7 separate regions of the Mus musculus genome follow, and regions 1, 2, 4, 5, 6 and 7 are each linked to region 3. A link is a contact called in public ChIA-PET, HiCAR-type, HiChIP or PLAC-seq and promoter capture Hi-C data. All regions are on one chromosome and are shown on one strand. The core of a region is the stretch at or near the end of the contact, and the rest is flanking DNA. Distances in the headings are between cores, read along the strand shown. Region 1 holds the start of Tm4sf19 (transmembrane 4 L six family member 19). Region 2 overlaps Itgb5 (integrin beta 5). Region 3 holds the start of Osbpl11 (oxysterol binding protein-like 11). Region 4 holds the start of Pcyt1a (phosphate cytidylyltransferase 1, choline, alpha isoform). Region 5 holds the start of Rnf168 (ring finger protein 168). Region 6 overlaps Kalrn (kalirin, RhoGEF kinase). Region 7 holds the start of Umps (uridine monophosphate synthetase).

Region 1 (2,700 bases), core at 95-2,594, 780 kb after region 3:
GTCACTAGTAACCCTTGGCTGGCCTGCCCTGAGAAGAGCAAGAGGGCCCTACTCCATCTACAGAGAAAGGATGCTGTGACTCGGTTTGCCTTTCACTTCCTCTCTGAGACTGTTCCCTTAGAAACCACAACGCCCCGAGACAGCCTTCCAAACATGTGAGTCAGATTAGCAAAGAGCCCATTTTCTCGTGAGTAGAGGCAGCCGAGATCAGAAGGTCAAGTTTGGTTTGGTTTGGTTTTTGAGACGGGGTCTCTTGTAGCAGAAGCTGGCCTTGAATTTCTGATTTTTCTGCCTCCACCTCCCAAGTGATAAGACCGAAGGTATGTACCATTATTCCCCCAAAGGTCAAATCTTAAAACTAGGCTGTAGAGGAGGCCCTCCCTAGAACCTGAGGTGCAGGCCGTGTGAACCAATCATCAGCCACTGTCTGGGCCCAGGAGCACTTGCCTGGGAGGAAGAGCACAATTTCTGTGTCCGGTTTCCCCACTCCCATCTCTCCCTGCATCCTTTAGTAGATGTTAAGCCAGACAACTGCACTAGAACCTAGGGAGAAAACGGTGAAAATCAAAACAAAGCAGTCCCTTCCCTCGAGGACTATAGAGCTAGGGGAACAGAGAAAAAGGAGGAGAATAAAGGGCAGAAGCTCTCTCACAGGACTGCTTGACCCTTGCCTGAAACAACAAGGGCTCCTGGAAGGAGTGCTGTCATGGCAAAACTTAACTATTAAGGAGGCACTGGATGGGAAAGGTATTCTAGGCAGGTACAGAGGCCTGAAGTTCACCAAGACAAGTTCACTGAGAGACAGCCTCAAGTCCCAGTGGTTAAGCAGCAGAGCTGGTATCGCAAGACTGGCAGTCTAAACGGCTAAGCCCTGCTGGTCTAGGATATATCATTTTAGAGGACCCTCTCATCTCTTCTTACCTGTTTGTGATGGCAAGAATCAGGATAGGAGAACAAGAAAGTGGAGGAGACACTCTTCAAAATGGACCTTGGCCCCTCGGGCAGCCCCAGCCGGCTAGGCTTGCAGGGTCGGGAAGGTCCTGCATATGTAGCGGTTGCCTGGGTATTCATGTGAACTCGAGTGGGCGTGGGTGTCCACAGCTGCCCACGGGCCTCCACTGAAAAATCATTCTGTCCCAGGCGAAGCCTGTGCTCGTGACCCACTCATTCTCTGCTCACTTTCATGTGATTCCAAGGAAGGACACATGGACTCACAAGCTCAACGGTCTTAGTGAGTCACTGATGCACCCAGGAGCAGTCCCTCAGCCTCCTCTGCCACCAGCGCCCTTTCCACATCAGCTGCTCCATCCGGCTGTGTCATCCTTCCTTGTACCATCTGGGCTCTTCTGAGAGAGCACCCCTGAGCACCCACCCTTTCTTCCTTCTCACCCCACTTTCTCAGCCTCGTCGTCTTCCTTCTCCCTCGTGTTCAAGCACAGGGCATCCATCATCCTGGAGTGTCACAGTCGCACAAACACTGTGTGTCACACAGGGATGGCTCCAGACAGGCCTTTGGTAAGCTCCTATTCAAGGCCCCAGCCACTGGATGTAGAAGCTCCCTGCAATCCTAAAAAGACAGAAGTGGAAGCAGGAACCCGGTCTCAAAAGTAAGATAGAACAAAAGCAAAAACTAATAGCTTAAAATTCTGTGTCACATTAACAGCAAAAATGACAACTAATACCCGAGAATTTCTGTATCTTTATTTCAAGAAGCCAGATAAAACATTCCTCCTAATTAACTTCCTTCCTCATACTTAGCAGGGACAATTATAGAGACAGAATACACCATATGTGGTTCTTGGTTGTTGCAGCCAGTTTAAAAATTTATAAAAAGTAAGCCGGGCAGTGGTGGCGCACGCCTTTAATCCTAGCACTGGGGAGGCAGAGGCAGGTGGATTTCTGAGTTTGAGGCCAACCTGGTTCTACAGAGTGAGTTCCAGGACAGCCAGGGCTACACAGAGAAACCCTGTCTTAAAAAACCAAAAAGAGGGGGAAAAAAGAATTTATAGAAGATAGAATTAAGTTCACAAATTCTGGAAGTGGAGTGAGACACAAATTGCTTTAAAAATTATTCTTGTAATGTGTATAGGAATTTTATTTTATTTTTCATTGATTTTATTTTTAACATATATAAGAAATAAATGTAATAAACCAAATACATGGACAAAAAAAAATACAAGAATCATATGATCATTTCAATGGAAGAAAAAAGAAAACGTCTTTGATAAGATTCAACATGAATTCCTTTTTTGTTTGTTTGTTTTGTTTTGTTTTGTTTTTTTGTTTTTTAGTTTTTTTGAGACAGGGTTTTCTCTGTGTAGCCCTGGCTGTCCTGGAACTCACTCTATACCAGGCTGACCTCGAACTCAGAAATCTGCCTGCCTCTGCCTCCCAAGTGCTGGGATTAAAGGTGTGCGCCACCACACCCAGCTCTCAACATGCATTCTTAATAAAAGCCCTAGAACAAATAGGACTGTAGGAAACATGTTCTAACATAATAAAGGTTATAAATGACAAACACATGGTCAATATCATCCTAAATGAATAAATCCATTAATAAGCCCCATTAACATCAGGAATGAGAGAGGACTGCCCACTCTCCCTACTGCTCATCCATAACGTGATTGAAAGCAGTAAGGCAAGAGAAGGGATACAAATGGGAAAATATTAAGTCAAATTATTTTCAATTGAAGATTATAT
Region 2 (2,700 bases), core at 144-2,643, 750 kb before region 3:
ATTCTAAAGCAAACGTAAAGAAAACCAGATGAGGAAGGACTGCCAAGGCCTGTACTTGATGACATTGTGGAGGGCACCAATGCTCATGTCCTTAAGGGATCCTAGTCCCCAGTGGAGACTCTAGTAGGTATAGTTTGGTGGCCATCTGACTGCTCACTGCCTTTTAAAGACAGCAAAAGAGCGAAGGAGGTGGTTTAGTGCCTTTGCCTAATATGCTCAGAGCCTTGCTTCCATCTCCAGCACCACACATCAAACACAAAGCTAAATGTAACCAGGCGAAGATGTGGCATCCCCCACTGTGTCCTTCACACTGGATGCTGTTCCTAACTAATAATAGGGATCTTTCCCAGGGAGGTGGGCTGGGCCCCAGCATCTGCAACATAGTACCACAAAGTAATACTGGTAGTGACTGGTAGCAGAAGGCATGAGACTACTGCCTGTCATCTTGACTCAAAGTCTCCCAGTGTCCATTAGAAACTATAACCTGCCCAACATCAGAACCTTACAGATCTGATACATTGTATCCTTATTGGAATGTCTGCCCTTAGACACCATTGACATCTTAGTATCTGTGCACCCATGTCCTCTCCTAGCCATAGGCACACATGTATTAAAGTGACAAGGGACATTTGGCTCCTGCTCCCAGGATCAATAAAACCATCAATTGCCAGTGTTACAGGGCCCAGAGGACTTAAAGTGAAGTCTCTTCATAAAAAAGTCAAGTCAAGCCGGGCGGTGGTGGCGCACGCCTTTAATCCCAGCACTTGGGTTGCAGAGAAAGGCGGATTTCTGAGTTCGAGGCCAACCTGGTCTACAAAGTGAGTTCCAGGACAGCCAGAGCTACACAGAGAAACCCTGTCTCGAGGGAAAAAAAAAAAAAAAAAAAGTCGAGTCAATGAACTGGAGATATGGCTCAGCGGTTGTTAAGAGCACTGACTGTTCTCCCAGAGGTCCTGGTTCAGTTACCAGCAACCACATGGTGGCTCACAACCATCATATGCCTTCCTCCAGTGTGTCTGAAGACAGCTATATAGTGTACTCATATAAATAAATAAATGAATTTTAAAAAAAGTCAAACCAAATTACAATGCTATCAAGACAAAGGACACTGAATTCAATGATGCCTGTTTAATATCATGCATACATAAATATGTTTTTATCACACAGACAGGGAATATTAAGGACAGTGGCGCACTGCCAGGAATGGCTACACATGTAACTTACAATCAGCACCTCCTTTGTCAGAATGATTGGCAGCTAAATGAACAGGAAGTTGTAAATGTGCTTGTTTATACAGAATTTCAGCTCTACAGAATTCACCAAACAGTGCTTGTGTGGGCTGGCAGCCAAGTCTCCCTGCCTCTTTCTACTAAACAGAATATTGGCTATTCAGAGGCCTGGACTAGAGTTGGGGAGCCAGTGGCCTGACAGGCAATGCGGGGCAGTGAGAGGAAGCTCAGCACTGATGCTTCATGAAGGTGGAGAAGATGGAGGGGGAGGGTATCAATGGGGTCCCAGGACGAGGCCCAACAGGCAGGCAGGCAAGACTGTGGGGCTGTGAGCACAGACATCTCCCACAGGCAAGCTGGACAAGACAGGACAGGAAGGAAACAAGAGGATTGCAGAGCTTTCTTCTGAAAGAAGGAGGTTTGGGGAAACCGCTCTGGGGAGAAATAGAGGTGTGGAAACTCAGGAATCGCAGGCAGATTGGCAGAGAGAAGACGACTGAGGCCAAGGCTGGGCCTCTGTGAGATGCCCTGCAGGGCTGAGCTGAAGATGCCCAGAAAGTAAAGGGAGCATGGGCTAGACCAAGTTCAAATCCTCCCTGTGCACTGTGACCTTGAAGAAGGCTCTAAACTCCTGGAACGTGTTTCCTTTCCTGTCAGTAAGAATAACACTGTATGGCAATGCCCTAAAAAATACCTGCCCTTATGCAAGGGAAGCCTGCGACATGGTCTATGGCCCATGGCGTGCCCTGGAAATGAGACAGAAATGCCTGCCCCAAACAGTGGGGCTTGGATAGAAGGGAGAGCTATGAGGCAGACACTGAGGACTTTAGGAAACAGGGTGATTGTGTCAGAGACAAGACAAGTAGAGGACCTGACAGCGGGGCAGCACCACCTTGAAGGATGGAAGGAATAAAGAGCGGAGAGCTGTGGACTGCAGGCGTCCCCGAGCAGAGAGGAGGCGCTGCCCAGCCTCCCTAGGCCTACTCCACGATCACAGAGACATCACTCTCAGGACAAGCAAGGGTGGGGCTGGCCATGAAGAGACATATGACCCAGGCAGGGGACACTGAAACATCTAGATCTTGAGGCAGCGGTCGGCAGGATTCTGGGGTCAGATTCTAGCCTGTACCCTAGTCTGCCTTACGTCTTGGCTCTTTATTTCTAAGTGAGGCTAGTAGAAACGGCTCCTTACTAGGTAGCCCTGTGAGGTAAGCCTACCTGTAGGCTTCAACGTGCTTGGCATTCGGTAAGCACCGCCTTCCTCACTCCTATTGTTGCTGTCATGCTAGAGGGCGGCTTCGTGCCAACTTGATGGAAGGCCTCCAAAGCTGGAAGTTCCCACGGGTTACCTGTCCACGCCCAAGCTGGGGTGCAAAGGACCTACACTGCCTTTGAGCACCAGAGCTTGGTGGAGCTGCTGAACCTCAGCCAGGAAGTCTAGGCAGAGTGGCTGACAACGCAAAAGGCCCAT
Region 3 (2,700 bases), core at 28-2,527:
CTCTCAAAGCGCTGAGTTCCACAGTTTCTGCTCTAAGAGACGTTCAGGCTTGCTTGTAAACAGATTACAACAGAGGCAAAAACCAGAAGTGAGTGTAGAGATAAATCAGAGGAAGAATAAGCCCTTGGATAATCGAGAAAACTCTGGGGTACATTTCTGAATTCCTCAAAGGGCCTCAAAAAATTACCTGTTGAATGAATTTCTGAAGAAAGTCAATCCTGCTCACGAAAGCAGGGTTCTATCTCCAAGTCAGATCATCAGCCGCTTTGGAATTGGCCTTCCAACTGGGATATGCAGACCCCATCACACTCCGAGCCACCCCAGAACATCACTTTGGAGGGCCATACCTGTACTGCCAGCCTTTCGCACTGCCACCGCGGCTGCTGTTGCTGCTGCTACTGCTGATGGCACCCCCACAGCTGCTGTTGCCGCTGTTCTTGTTCGGGGTCACTGCTGTGGCCAAGCCCTCCAGCTTCCCTTCACTCTCGGAGACTTTCATCACCGATGCCGGCTCACCTCCCTGCATCTTAACTCCAAAGTTCATCTGCCCTTCTCGGGCGAGGGACACCAAGTGCAGAGTTATTTTGTAAGTACTTTTCCCCCTTTCTCTCTCTCGTTTTTTTACTCTCAACGGGATCTCAGACCTCGGCTAGAGTGGAAATCGACAGTGGTCCAGAAAAAGAGGACACGCATTTCCACTTTGGTTAAAAGTTTTAAAGAGCACGGGTACCCTTCAGATAGATGCCTCTCCCGAGCAAGAACAAGGAGGACAAATCACCCCGCCAGAGGGCTCGGTGCCACACTCCGAGGAGCAGCCGGGCGGCGCGGGCGAGGTCGCGGATCCTCTGCCTGGGAACGCGGGGCAAGGACGGGGTCCACGGCCCGGGAGCCCCGGAGCCCACGGCCTGACCTCAGGACTCGGGGGTCGGGCCAGCCGCGCCGCTTCTTCTCCTCAGCCGGGTCCTCGGGAGAAAGGGCCCTGTCCAGCCAGCTCCGCGGTTCCCACCGCAGCCCCGAACTGAGCCGGAGCGGTCGCGCGAAGCCCGCGGAGGGTCGGGCAGACGCCGCCGGGCAGGACGCGGGCTCCGAGGCCGCTGAGCTTGGGCCGGAGGCGAGGGGTTCACCGTGGCCTCCTCCGAGAGCGCTAGCCCTGGAGCCCCACGGAGTTCACAGGAGCCGACCGCTCCCTGGAGCTTCCTTAGCCCTAAACGTAAAAGCCAGAGCCAGGGCCCGGGCCGCCGCCCCACCCACAGCCGGTCACCCACCCGCCTGCTAGCTCTCCCCGCCTTCCTTTCCGGTGTCGTGTGAGCTCATTTCCGCTAGCATTGAAGCGGCGGCGCCATCTTTGATTGGGGCAGACGATCCCGAAAGGAGGCGGTGACCGGAGCCTCAAGGGAGAGAAGGAGCTGAAAGAAGCAGTGGGGAAAGAGGCAGCAGGCGGGAGGGAGGGAGAAAAAGGGAATGAAACGGTCTTGCTAAACAGGTCCTATACTCTCTTGGGGAGCCCCATTCCTTGCCTTTTAAGGGAACCTAAAAAAATAAGAATTTACAGAACAAAGTGGGGAAAAATAACTGATCAGTCATTTTTGAGCAACAAAAAACCCAACATGATATTGGACTAAGGTAAATCGTCTTAAAGAAAAGGAAATTGTCTTGGAAATTAGAGCTCTTGGTGATGCTGGAGAAACTTGAAGTAGATTGATATAAAAAGGATTTACTAATAAGCTTACTTAAAAAGGACCAATAACACTGGAAGAAAAGTAGTTTATTGCCACGTTTGTTACAAACTGTAAGAAAGAAAACTTTTACCATAATTGAAGTTTGGGGTCTCTGAAGAAGTTTCTCTTACTGTTTATCCCCTCAGCTTGACCTCCAGTTAGGCTCCACTCCCACAGCAAAAGGAGACAACCTGCCATTATACCCATCAAAGAGCATTCCTAAAACAAGACACAGGGGCAATGCAGGACCACAACCATCTGCAAGGCCCAGCCTGCCATTAACTCTTTGTCTAGGCACAGGGAAAGTTTACCTCTACCAGGTGGGCATGATTAACCTGGGTAACAACTACTTGAAAGAACCACACTGGTGTACTTAAGAAATAATCCTTAGCCGGGTGTGGTGACACACGTCTTTAATCCCAGCACTTGGGAGGCAGAGGCAGGCGGATTTCTGAGTTCGAGGCCAGCCTGGTCTACAGAGTGAGTTCCAGGACAGCCAGGGCTACACAGAGAAACCCTGTCTCGGAAAAAAAAAAAAGAAATAATCCTTGTCTTAGGGTTCTCTGGAGTCATAGAACATATGGAGTGTCTCTATATAGTAAGGGAATTTATTGTAATGACTTACAGTCTGTAGTCCAACTAACCCAACAATGGGCAGCTGTGAGTGGGAAGTCAGGCCTGTGAGGCTAGTATAAGCTGGTCTTCTGTGGAAATAGATTCCAACAGACTTGCTAGCAAGTAAGTACAATCAGTTGAAGAAGAGTGAACCTTCTTTCTTCAAGGTCCTGATGTAGGCCTCCAGTAGAAGATGTGGCTTAGATTAAAGGCGTGTGCCACCATACCTGAACCTAAAACTTGCTTTGTCCCAGGCTGACTTTGAACTCAAAGATTTGCTTACCTCAGTCTCCTAGAATTAAAGGTGTGTGTACCTTGCCTGGGCCTAAGATTTTCATGGCCACTATGGCTCAAGATCTCCATGTCA
Region 4 (2,700 bases), core at 80-2,579, 750 kb after region 3:
ATGGTGGCATGCACCTTTAATCTTGAGGCAGAGGCCAGGAGTCTCTGTGAGTTCAAGGCCACCCTGGTCTAGATGGTTCCAGGTCAGTGGCTATACATAGTGAGATCCTGTATTAATGCCTCAGAGCCAGCACTGGTGAGGCAGAAATAGGCAGATCTCTGAGTTCAAGGCCAGCCCGGTCTACAGAGGGAGTTCCAGGACAACCAGGGCTACATAGAGACACCTTGACTTGAAGAAACAAACTCACAAGCAAGAGCAAAGAAACAAAACCAAAACACTTTAAGTCCACCAAAATTTTTAAGCCCAACTGAAAATACTTGTCTCAGCCTCCTGGGTGTCTGAATTCTAGTTGTGTATCACCACACCCAGTTTTCAAACTTTAGCTCGTTTACTGCATACGTAGTAAGATGTAGGAAGCTAACTTTATAGCATCATTGCAAACACACCTGAAACCTATTTTATAAATCCTTACTATGTGAACACAGCGGGGATTTCTATTGTAGACCAGTTGTCTGTATTTAGTTAGTTGCCATCCAACTAAACTGTCTTCACAGCCCAATAGTAAACTGGGACTCAGAGTTGGGTGGCATAATCCAACTCTGAACTTTCCGCTTACTGACGAAGACACTAGCTCAGTGGTGAACTAAGTTTCTCACCCACGGAAGTTTGCCCGTAAAATTCAAACTCTGGTCTGGTCTCACACCAGTGCGGTTTCTTCGTAAGACCTGTGCCGGGTGGGTCCCTCGCTCATTCACTCACACTTTGTACACAAACACAAGTGCAAAGCACCACCCCCAATTCCTGATCTTACATTCTCCTCCAAGTCAGCCCTCAAAGTCGCTGCTTGTCGGTGAGCGCGCCCTCGCAGCCGCTGCTTCATGGTCCCTCGGATCAATCCCCTCAGTCACTATCCATCGATCAGTCAGTCCCCGGGTAGTCACTGCTGCATACTTACTCGGTCATGGTCCCGTCGCAGCCTCTGCCTCGTGCTCTCCGAGGTCAGAGTCCCTCGCATTTACTGCTCCGGGGGTCACAGACCCCTCACAAGCGGCCACCCCTGGGTCACAGTCCTCTTGGCTGTCATTGTACCTCGGTCACAGTAGCCTCCTGCTTCACACTTTCCCTAGCTGTCACTGGCCCACTCTTCAGTCGCAGCCCCCTCACGCTCCCAGCCCGCCTTTGTCCTCGCAAAGCACCCACTACCCGGAGTTTCCTTACCTCAACTCCTCCAGGCTCCGGTCCCCCTCGGATCCCTTCCCCGCGCCGCGTCACCGACTAGCGAAGTCAAATGGGTTGCGGGGAGACGCCCGGGAAACATCTGACCGGACTGCGGACCGGAAGTCCCGCCTCCCGCCCGCCCTCTTGTCAATGCCACCTCCGCATTCCTGAAAACCACAACCTGACAGAGTAGTTCCGCTTCCAGAGGGGCCGGGCGCGTGGGGTGACTGAGCCGAAGCGCTGGAGGCAGGCGCGGGGTCGGCGGGCTCGGAATTCCGGATGTGTGGCGCCTCCTGCCGCCGGTCTCCCGGCGTCCCCTGCGCCCGCTGCCCCTCGCCTTCTCCGCAGGGCTGGGGCTCCGATGTCCGACCTCCCCGAGGACTTCGAGCCCGCCGGCTCGGTCAGGCGAGCTCGGGTCTGAGCTCATCCTCTGTCTGCCAGTTATTCGGACCTGGGTTGACTCATCAGAAAACGAGCCTAGAAATCGACCCGGGAAGTAGTGGAGCAGGAGTAGAGGCGAGGGCAAAAATGCACAGACAAGGAGGCTGTAGTCTAGGGAACGAACTTCCTACGGTGAGCTTTTGGGGGATTTTGTTTGGCCGAGTCCCCCCCCCCCACACACACACACACACAACACACTTCTAAGATTTTGTGTGTCCACGGAGGCCATAAATGGGGTGACATGTCTTGGAGCTAGAGTTAACGGGCCTTTGTGAATACCTGGGTGCTGGGACCTGAACTCTAGTGGGTTTTGTTTTTTTTGGTTTTTTGGTTTTTTGTTTTTTGTTTTTTGTTTTTTTTTTTTTCGTTTTTTCGAGACAGGGTTTCTCTGTGTAGCCCTGGCTGTCCTGGAACTCACTCTGTAGACCAGGCTGGCCTCGAACTCAGAAATCCACCTGCCTGTGCCTCCCCAGTGCTGGGATTAAAGGCGTGCACCACCACTGCCGGGCTAATTCTAGTCTTAATTGAACAGTAAGTGCTTTTAACTCTTAACCACTGAACTCTCTCTCCAGACTTTTTGAGGGGAATTAAAAGTAACTATCAGACATGGCCTTTACTGTTGCCGAGACTGGCCTGGACCTTACTATTTGTCCCATGCCGGCCTTGAATTTGCAGTGGACCTCCTGCCTCAGACTCTAGAGTGCGGTCATTAGCCGCCACACCCTGTGCAATTCTGTAGCTGTAAGGCAAGTGGGAAGAAAACTCTACAGGAGAAAGATGGGGGGGGTGGGGGTAGACTTTTATGTATTTGTTTGCATTTTTTACTTGAAGATAACTGAGAGGAAAGAGGATGGGTGAACTTGTGCATCTGCTGAGGTGCTTCTAAGGAGAAAAATGATTAAAAGCTAGCACACACACTTAAGTTCAAATAGGTATTTGGACTTGGCAGATAAAATGCCCCCAAAAAAGGACTTCGTAGCTGGAGGAGACACCAAGGGCCTCTCTGGGGAAGATGGGCATCACAAAGGTAGTAGTTTAGAC
Region 5 (2,700 bases), core at 168-2,667, 910 kb after region 3:
CTAAGGCTATCCCATGCTACACAGTAATAAAACTGTGTCTCAAAACATGTCTAAAAAAATGTTAAAAAAAAAAAAAAAACCCTAATTCACAGCAGATGAACACAACTTGACCATTACTACACGTGATGTAACTCTGTCCTTGACTTTAACTGATGTGTGGGCAGGGCTTATAAAACCACAAATCCTCACGATTCAGACTATTTAGCCTTCTTTTTCTTTTTCTTTAAATTAGAAAATGATGGTTCGAGCCCTGCGATGGTGGCTCATACCTTTAATCCCAGAACTCAGGAAGCAGAGGTAGGTGGATCTCTGGGTTCGAGGCCAGCCTGATCTACATTGTGAGTTCCAGGACAGCCAGGGCAACACAGAGGAACCCTTTCTCGAAAAGCAAAAACAAAAATGGTTCCCTTTCAAAGGGATTTTGGGCCGTTTTACCCAATAAACATGCTTAATTTTACTTACTGATTTCCTTTGATTCTTGTCCAGAGATTCTAAGCTTGCATTCCTTTGCATAGTGTTTTTGAATAATCTCCCACAGGTCTGTATTGACCAGAGAATTTCTTCGGGTATGGTACCGAGTCCACGAAGAGACCCGGCGACGACAGAAGGGACAGCATAGATTGGCCTTTTCAACAGTGGACTGGAAGCATGGGTTACAGAGCGTGTGGTTGCAAGGTAGGGTTACAGGCTCTAGGAGGATTTCCATACAGATCCCGCACTGACATTCGGCTAAGGAAGGGATGGAGGTTTTAGGTGCAGCCATCTTCATATGCTAATGAGACCTACCCAACGTTAAAATCAGAAAGGGACTAAAGTCGTCTTTCGCCTAATCACGCCCAGAACGGAGAAAAGCAGCGAGCCGTTTGGTGTTTACTCTCACACACAGCAGCGGACTGAGATCCAGAAGGCCTGAGTTCCCACGGGCCCGAGACAAGCAGGAGCTGTGATGTCAGGTCAACAGTTATGCCCTGAGTCCAGCAAGGGAATGAAAGAACGTTCCTCCGGGAGTCGGCGGCCTCGGGGCGGAGAGTGGTTCTGTCTCCCCGCGCCACACAAGCGCTCATCCAGCTCCCCTTCTTACGCGGTGAGGACCCGCCTCTACGCGCGAGGCGGCCGGGCTTGCCAGAGCCGGAAGCCCGGGCACCGCCGCTCCCAGAGCACCCGGTACCGCCCGGAATCCGGGCTCGGGCCGCCGCGGGACTTCCGTCTCGCCGTTGCGGTGGAGGCAGCCCTCCAGTGCCCACGCTCCAGCTTCTGGAACACCTCGCGGTACCCCCCGGGTCCCGAGACCCAGCCGCTCGCACCCGCTGTCCTGCCAATCGGTCTACTGGCCGCGGCCGGAGCAGGTACCCGGGCTCCACGGACGTCACAATTCCCCGCCAAAACGGCACGTCTTCCCCCAAGGAACCGCTCAGTCGGGCGGGACTTCCGGGAGCTGCGTCTGCGTTCCCGCCTAGCCTGCTAGTAGCAACTCCTCCCGCTTTTGGTCGCTCGGCTACTGTAGGCTGCAGAATCTTGCTTACTCAAGTAACTCTCTAAACCAAGATCCGAACAGGAATTTTTGTAATTATTCTTTCAGTATTCTTTAGGCTACCCTTCTCCTAACAAAGCTTTCTAAAGTTCTTAGTGCTAAAAGAAGAAATTACAACAAATTTACCTTAAAGATTTTTCTTAGCATTTATTTGCAACACTAGCATTTTATAGAATGAGCAGCAGATATTGGCCTTATAGACAAGTGACGCTCAAGGAGAGCAGCAACAAAGAGTTACACCTGTGGTTTCAAAGAATCCTTGTAAAGGTTAAATAAGGTGGGGGTGATATCCTTATGGTACTGGCTAAAACAGCAATGTAGAGATTTGGCTGTTATTGCTTTCCCTCTTGTTTTGGGGGTGCTTGGCTTGGGCCCTCTACCCCAGACTTTAGCATGAGTAAATGCCTATTGGGTTTGGTATGTGGAGTCTGAAGAACTCAACAAGAGACCCATTTCTATAATCAATCCCAGCATTTGGGAAGTAGTCACAAAAGGATTATTATAAACTAGCCTTGGCTACATAACTGGTTCCAGGTCAACCTGGGCTATATGAGACCCTTCCTCAATTGGTCAGCTGGTTCCCAAAACATTGCAGGCAGAGGCAGGAGGGTCTCTGTGAGGTAGAGATCAGCCTGGTCTATACAGTGAGTTTAGTAAGAGACTCTGTTTCAAAAAGGAAGGAAGGAAGGAAGGAAGGACCTCTGAACTAGGCATGGACACGTGTGTCTTGTAATTGAGGCATTTAGGTAGCAAAGGCAGAGGCAGAAACAGGAGGACCTGGAGTTGGAGTCTGTGATGGTTTGCATATCCTTGGCCCAGGGAATGGGACTATTAGAAGGTGTGGCCCAGTTGGAGTAGGTGAGTCACTATGGGTGTGGGCTTTAAGACCCTCATCCTAGCTGCCTGGAAGCAGTATTCTGCTAGCAGCCTTCAGATGAAAATGTAGAACTCTCAGCTCCTCCTGCACCATGCCTGCCTGGATGTTGCCATGCTCTGGCACCTTGATAATGGATTGAACCTCTCAATTTGTAAGCCAGCCCTGATTAAATATTGTCATAAGAGTTGCCTTGTGGCCAGGCGTGGTGGCACACGCCTTTAATCCCAGCACTCGGGAGGCAGAGGCAGGTGGATTTCTGAGTTCAATCCCAGCCTGGTCTACAAAGTGAGAT
Region 6 (2,700 bases), core at 30-2,529, 900 kb before region 3:
TGGCAGGGTGTGGAGATGGATTTTATTTGGGCAACTGGGGCCCTGTCTGAAAGAGTAACATAAATATCAAAAGTTTTGTTGCTCCCTTTCATTGGGCCCCTAACACACTGTGTGAACTCTGGGTCCTATTAAAGGAGTCTTTCCAAAAGGCCTTGCTAAGTATTATGGGAAACCACAAAGAGAATACAGCCAAAGTGCACAGGGCCAGATATGGCTGTGTGGAGTTCCAGTTTGGGTACCTTGCTTGAAGCTGCTTTATTTCAGTAGCTCGGATAGACTGGGCACAGTGTCACACCACAGTCCTAACGCTGGGACTGAAGCCAGGAGGTCAAGGCCAGCCTGGGCAGCACAGGGAGGGAAGGGGACAAGGTACTCACATGGAAGCCTTTACTCTGCAGACCCTGAGCATCTGTGCTCTCTGGCCACAAAGGGCCATGGTGGCACCTTTACTTTATGACCTCTGTCCCTGTGGAACTGTCAACCTGTGACCTGAAGCTTCATCTTAGGTAGCTTACCACTGGGATCTAAATTAAAAACAGCAGACTCCCATTCCCTGCCTCTTCCCTTGGCCATTCCCACTCATCCTGAGCACCCACCCATCCCACTCACCCAAAGGCGGGGATCAGCTTCTGTCCTGAGGTCTCGCCATCCACAGCTCCTGCCTCTCCCAGGACCCACCACCTCCACAGTTATGGCCCCCATCTCAGGTGTGTCTAGGGACCCCTCTTTGGATACATTGTAGATCTGATTGTGGGCCGTTGTTCTAAGTCAGTTCAGGGATAGGCCTAGAGACATGGCTGAGCAGTTAAGTCCAAGAAGTCTTGGGTTTGATGTGCAGCACCCACTTGTCAGCTCACAACTGTCTGGGAACTTCAGTTCTAGGGTATCTGACTCCCTCTTTTGGTCTCCATGGGAACTGCATGCATGCAGTACAAAGACATGCACACAAGTGAAAACACCCATACACATAAATAGTAACAACAAAGGTTAAAAAAAAGAAAAGCCAGCAACAACCCTGCTTGTTCATTTGTGTTCTGTCAGAGTCAGAAGCCTCAGCAACCCTTGTAAGGTTTGTTTCAAGCTTTCTAATTTTTAATCTCCCAGTTCCTTGTGATTTGGTTTAGAAATTCTGTCCCTTCAGCCTAACAAATAGTGCTTCCATTTGAGAGCGTCAGCAGCCAGCCATACTACACTGACTCCCTCTCTCCTCACACAGCTAGTGATCCGGCTCAGTCCCAGGGAGGTGGTCAGGTCTAAATTTAACTCTGACCCTTCTGCCAGCGAGGCAAGCCAGAGCTTTGAGAGCAAAACCAGAGCTGGGCTGTTCCCAGGGAGTGTGTATGTGTGGGAGAGGGGAGGGGGAAGGGAGGGGGATGGGCCTTTCCAAGAGCCTAAGCTGCCCTGGGAGAAGATGAGGAGGCAGTGGGGGGCGGGGCGGGACCACAGGTATCACTGTTGGCCTTTATCCTAGCTTGTCTGAGTCGCTCAGAGAAAGTCCCTCACACTCTCCGGCCCTCCCAGATTCCTCCCATTGTAAAATGTCCATGACATAACTCAGTGGCTTGTAATTGCCATGGCTACTTGCCAAACATTATGCTACAATTATGTGTTCACCTTTGTCTCCTAATCCAAAGACAACCGGTCACAGGTTAGAGAGATACACAACCTGCTCATTGTGCTATGTTGATAGCTTGCCACCACCGGCTCCAGGCTTGAGTCGGTTGGCATCTTCTTCTGTATCCGTGGGTGCATATGGCAGAGACGGGGCGGGACCAGTGTCTGAAGTCCTGGTTGTAGAATGGCTGTGTCAAGACGGGCACTAGGAGCAGAGCACTGAAGGCAGTTTAGCCCCATGTGTAAGTACGGTCCGTCGCATTCAGCACTCTGTGCCGTAGAATGCGTCTGTGTGATGCTTCTGGCCTTGGGTCAGGTTATGATTCAATGGGATCATCTCTGTGTTTCTATCTGATCTCTGACAGATGCTTAGCAAGCAGTCCTATGAGTTCCTGTGTCTTTACAAAGTGCCTTCACTGGAAGTTAAGAGGCAAAAAAGAGCCCAAAGCTTTTGTGGGGAAATGCCTGGTTAGTATCACAAGTGGACTTGACTGGGAGGGAGTGTAGGCCAGCCAGCTATCTGGGGCTTAGCTGTCTCTTCTCTTCTCTCTCTCTCTCTCTCTCTCTCTCTCTCTCTCTCTCTCTCTCTCTCCCTCCCTCCCTCCCTCTCTCCCTCTCTCTCTCCCTCCCTCCCTCCCTCTCTCCCTCTCTCTCTTCCTCTCTCTCTTCCTCTCCCTCTCCCTCTCCCCCCCTCGCTCTCTCGCTCTCAGTAAACGATCTAATCATGAGCAGTTCTTTTAGCGCTGAGTTTCTCGCTGGCATCAGTGCTCCCTAAGTGTGCCAGCTCTGTCTGGTAACCTGACTTCCATAGGCCAGTTCCTTCCACAGTCTGCTCTAGAGAACATAGGTGGTTGTGAGGATTTAGGTGAAAACACAGAGTTCCTGGCTCCCGAGCTCAGAGGATGCAGGCAGACTCTAGCTCGAGGGCTGTAACGTTCTCCCCAGCGCCAGGTGTTTTTTGTCCTTACAAGGCCTTCATTCCGAACGAGCTCCTAAGTGGGATGGGGTGGACAAGTGAGCACTGCTTTCAAGGAGACAGATGTGGGACATGGGCCTCCTGTCTGGGCCTTTTGCCTGATCTTTGGG
Region 7 (2,700 bases), core at 30-2,529, 780 kb before region 3:
GGAATGAGGCTGATCTATTGAGCATTCTGTCAATTAACAGCACACAGAGATGAACGTAGTTGTTGACCTAGCAAGAAGAACAAAGCATTTTAACATCTGAATTCTTATTTAATCAAGGCCTTACTGAAGTTGCTGGTAATGAGAAACAACTGTCAAGACAACAAATTTTACCTGTCATGGTGGTGAACACTTTTAATTCAAGCACCCAGGAGGCAGAGGCAGATGGATCTCTGTGAGTTCGAGGGCAATCTGAGCCTTCACTACATTGTGAAGTCTACATCAGGCTGGGTAACATAAGGAAGCCCTGTTTCAAACCCAAAACAAACGCTGGGATCTATGGGGGTTTCCACGCTGGGAGCTCAACACGATCTCTTTAGAGAAAACAAAGAGACAAAATGAAATCTCAGTCTGTTTGATAAGTGGCATTTCCTTAAAATAGGAAAATACAGTCAATCCCAGCACTTGAGAGGCAGGTGGATCTCTGAGTTCGAGGCCAGCCTGGTCTACAGAGTGAGTTCCAGGACAGCCAAGGCTATACAGAGAAACCCTGTCTCAAAAAAAAAAAAAAAAAAAAAAAAAAAGAAAAAAAGAAAAAAACAAACAAACAAACAAAAAGGAAAATACAGTCTTAGGGGATTATCATTATTATTAACACAGGCTCACTAGATACCTAGGTCAGCCTTGAACTTGGAATCCTCCCATTTCAGGTTCTTACATAGCTAGGACTACAGGAGTTCACTTAACCAGCTAAGGGTTTTGTAAACCAAATATGCTTGAGTTTTCAAACTGCCCAACATTCCCCTTCCAGTTAGCCAATAGATACTGTCAGTTGATCCTCCCTAACTGGCCCCACCCTTCTTCATCTGGTACACTTCAAGTGGTCTAAAGGAAGTTTGTCAGCCCCTGAGTGCACGGTGACCTGCTTCAGATTTCTATGTGCAAATTACTATGAAACTCTCCCACGCCAACTGCTGTAAAATTAATACAAGAAGGTAGCCACAGGCTCTGTCTTAGAGGATTTTTATTTTATGGAAAGAAACCCTGAGAGATTAGGGAAGTGGCTGTTAACAGTGACTGGATCAGATAAAGAAGCGCTCAGCTATAAACAAAACAAACAAAATAAAAAATGAACGAAGCCTACAGATCCCTCCGGGGGAAATCAGGCTTCGATCTAGCTTTCAGGTTTGAAAACCCACCTCCCCAACCAGGAAGCATCTAGAACACTCAATGAAGCCCGCGGCCCGGGCCGGAAAGGGGGGCGGAAGAGGCGGGACTTCTGGGTGACGTCACGGGCCCCAAGCCCCTCGGCTTCCAGAGCGAACTGAGCGCGCGAGAATGGAGGTCGCCAGCCAAGCCCTGGGCCCCTTGGTCACCGAGCTGTATGACGTGCAGGCTTTCAAGTTCGGGAGCTTCGTCCTGAAGAGCGGGCTCTCCTCCCCAGTCTACATCGACCTGCGGGGCATCGTGTCACGCCCGCGTCTTCTCAGTCAGGTACCAGCCCCGAGGGACGGGATGGCTCCGGGTGGCGGGAAAAGAGAGCAGGAGATGGCGGGGGTGGCCGAAATTGGGGACAAGGGAGAGCCACAGACCAGGCAGGCAAGCCCTCCCGACTGCTGGTCTGGAGAGTGTGGAGGAGCTTGGGGACCGGGAGCCTTCAGCTTCTTTGAGACCTTGTTTCTGGACCGATCGGTGTAGACACGTGTTTTGCGAGAGTCCGGGTGTCCTGTTGGGCTCTGGCCGGCGGAGAAGTCCTTGAGTGAGTTCTGTGTACCTAACCCCCAGAAAGTGACAATTAGGGAGGAAAGGAAAAGGCGGGAGGGTGGAGAAATTAGTAGCGGATCAAACGACTCGATTTAATAGTGCATGGCCAGTAGCAAGAAGTGAAAGCCATATGGTGGATACCAGAAAGGCAGAATTTTTTGGTTGGCAAGGGTAAAGTGTGCACTTAGAGGTTTCTAGCCTGTTGTTTCTCAAACCTCGTGTCGGTTGTCTGTGAGTCACCGCCAAGTCGGCCTTGAGGCAGTGCTTTCTAGAATAACAAGCCTCCAGCCGAACTGCATGCAGATGGCATTTAGAATAAAAGGTTAGAAATGGCAGGAAGTGTTGCTAGGGACTCTGTGTGGATTATAGATCATTGTGAAGTTTGTATTAGCGTTTATAGTGGGTGTGGGTGTGTGTCCAGGTGTGCACGTGCCGTGGTACACTTTCGAAGATCAGAGTGTGTTCTCGCCCTCCCTCTCTGTCTTGAGGGTTAAACGGATTGAACTCAGGTGGTCAGGCTGGGCAGAAAAACCTTTACCAGAGGAGCCAGTGTGCCTGCCAGAATTGTTAATAAATAAAGCACTGGGGTTGGAGTCAAAAGTTAAAGGTCCCACTTCATAGTGCTGCTCAAGGCCAGCCTGGGCTACATGAGAATTTGTCCCAAGACCAAACATACTAATGGAATAGTTAAAAGTTACTAGTGGCTACTTTGTTGCCTAGTGTAACTGTAGAATATTTCCATTATTTGCAGAGGTCTATCAAGACATAATATGTATGTAGCCAGGTATGGTGGTGCACATCTATAATTCCTGCATTCAGGAAGCTGAGGCAGGAGAATTGTGAGTTTGAGGTCAGCCTGGGTTGCACAGGGAGACCCTGTTTTTAAAAACCAACCCCTCTGCCCTCAATGTACTGTTCCTATCACATACTTAAGGTTTG

Evidence for each region. Promoter capture Hi-C pulls out the DNA fragments that hold promoters and counts their contacts. ChIA-PET counts read pairs in DNA pulled down with a chosen protein or histone mark. HiCAR-type assays count read pairs that join an accessible place to other places. HiChIP or PLAC-seq counts read pairs in DNA pulled down with a chosen protein or histone mark.
Region 1: an H3K27ac HiChIP or PLAC-seq map of microglia shows a contact between it and region 3, with 25 times the contacts expected there. The contact joins the promoter of Tm4sf19 here to the promoter of Osbpl11 in region 3. A contact is called at or near these places in 2 of 115 datasets of contacts at active chromatin or transcription factors (bone marrow-derived macrophages and microglia).
Region 2: a HiCAR-type map of astrocytes shows a contact between it and region 3, with 2.1 times the contacts expected there. The contact joins the enhancer-like site here to the promoter of Osbpl11 in region 3. A contact is called at or near these places in 3 of 484 Hi-C or Micro-C datasets (cerebellum, olfactory sensory neurons and pro-B cells) and 4 of 115 datasets of contacts at active chromatin or transcription factors (astrocytes, embryonic midbrain, large pre-B cells and 1 more).
Region 4: an RNA polymerase II ChIA-PET map of memory CD8 T cells shows a contact between it and region 3, with 9 read pairs. The contact joins the promoter of Pcyt1a here to the promoter of Osbpl11 in region 3. A contact is called at or near these places in 1 of 484 Hi-C or Micro-C datasets (B cells) and 3 of 115 datasets of contacts at active chromatin or transcription factors (embryonic stem cells, memory CD8 T cells and microglia).
Region 5: an RNA polymerase II ChIA-PET map of memory CD8 T cells shows a contact between it and region 3, with 7 read pairs. The contact joins the promoter of Rnf168 here to the promoter of Osbpl11 in region 3. A contact is called at or near these places in 1 of 115 datasets of contacts at active chromatin or transcription factors (memory CD8 T cells) and 1 of 9 other capture datasets (liver).
Region 6: a contact with region 3 is called in an H3K27ac HiChIP or PLAC-seq map of epiblast stem cells, with 4 times the contacts expected there. The contact joins the enhancer-like site here to the promoter of Osbpl11 in region 3. A contact is called at or near these places in 2 of 39 promoter capture datasets (cranial neural crest and pre-B cells), 5 of 115 datasets of contacts at active chromatin or transcription factors (T-cell acute lymphoblastic leukemia, astrocytes, cardiomyocytes and 2 more) and 1 of 9 other capture datasets (embryonic stem cells).
Region 7: a contact with region 3 is called in a promoter capture Hi-C map of the HPC-7 cell line. The contact joins the promoter of Umps here to the promoter of Osbpl11 in region 3. A contact is called at or near these places in 6 of 39 promoter capture datasets (the 3T3-L1 cell line, the HPC-7 cell line, cranial neural crest and 3 more), 1 of 15 datasets of contacts at CTCF or cohesin (large pre-B cells), 7 of 484 Hi-C or Micro-C datasets (B cells, CD4 T cells, the G1E-ER4 cell line and 4 more), 12 of 115 datasets of contacts at active chromatin or transcription factors (the SCID.adh cell line, T-cell acute lymphoblastic leukemia, astrocytes and 9 more) and 1 of 9 other capture datasets (liver).

What each region holds. Positions count from the first base shown.
Region 1 is chr16:32,399,150-32,401,849 of GRCm38.p6, reverse strand. Tm4sf19 (transmembrane 4 L six family member 19) reads right to left here and starts at 1,344. Exons shown (of 5, transcript NM_001160402.1): 1 at 922-1,344.
Region 2 is chr16:33,933,519-33,936,218 of GRCm38.p6, reverse strand. All of the region lies in intron 10 of Itgb5 (integrin beta 5), which reads right to left. Among named protein-coding and RNA genes, the nearest start is that of Umps, 32 kb to the left of the region's middle. Within about 2 kb of position 1,393, at least 55 of the 459 cell types and tissues checked have an H3K27ac peak or open chromatin away from gene starts, as enhancers often do. A contact at or near this core is called in astrocytes, where this site is marked.
Region 3 is chr16:33,183,648-33,186,347 of GRCm38.p6, reverse strand. It overlaps Osbpl11 (oxysterol binding protein-like 11), which reads right to left and starts at 1,277. Exons shown (of 13, transcript NM_176840.3): 1 at 348-1,277. The coding sequence starts at 544.
Region 4 is chr16:32,429,550-32,432,249 of GRCm38.p6, reverse strand. Pcyt1a (phosphate cytidylyltransferase 1, choline, alpha isoform) reads right to left here and starts at 1,329. Exons shown (of 9, transcript NM_009981.4): 1 at 1,219-1,329.
Region 5 is chr16:32,276,178-32,278,877 of GRCm38.p6, reverse strand. It overlaps Rnf168 (ring finger protein 168), which reads right to left and starts at 1,417. Exons shown (of 6, transcript NM_027355.2): 1 at 463-1,417. The coding sequence starts at 769.
Region 6 is chr16:34,080,895-34,083,594 of GRCm38.p6, reverse strand. The region is part of intron 34 of Kalrn (kalirin, RhoGEF kinase); the gene reads left to right. Among named protein-coding and RNA genes, the nearest start is that of Gm41448, 38 kb to the left of the region's middle. Within about 2 kb of position 1,279, at least 69 of the 459 cell types and tissues checked have an H3K27ac peak or open chromatin away from gene starts, as enhancers often do. A contact at or near this core is called in cardiomyocytes and epiblast stem cells, where this site is marked.
Region 7 is chr16:33,965,617-33,968,316 of GRCm38.p6, reverse strand. Umps (uridine monophosphate synthetase) reads left to right here and starts at 1,279. Exons shown (of 6, transcript NM_009471.3): 1 at 1,279-1,491. The coding sequence starts at 1,336.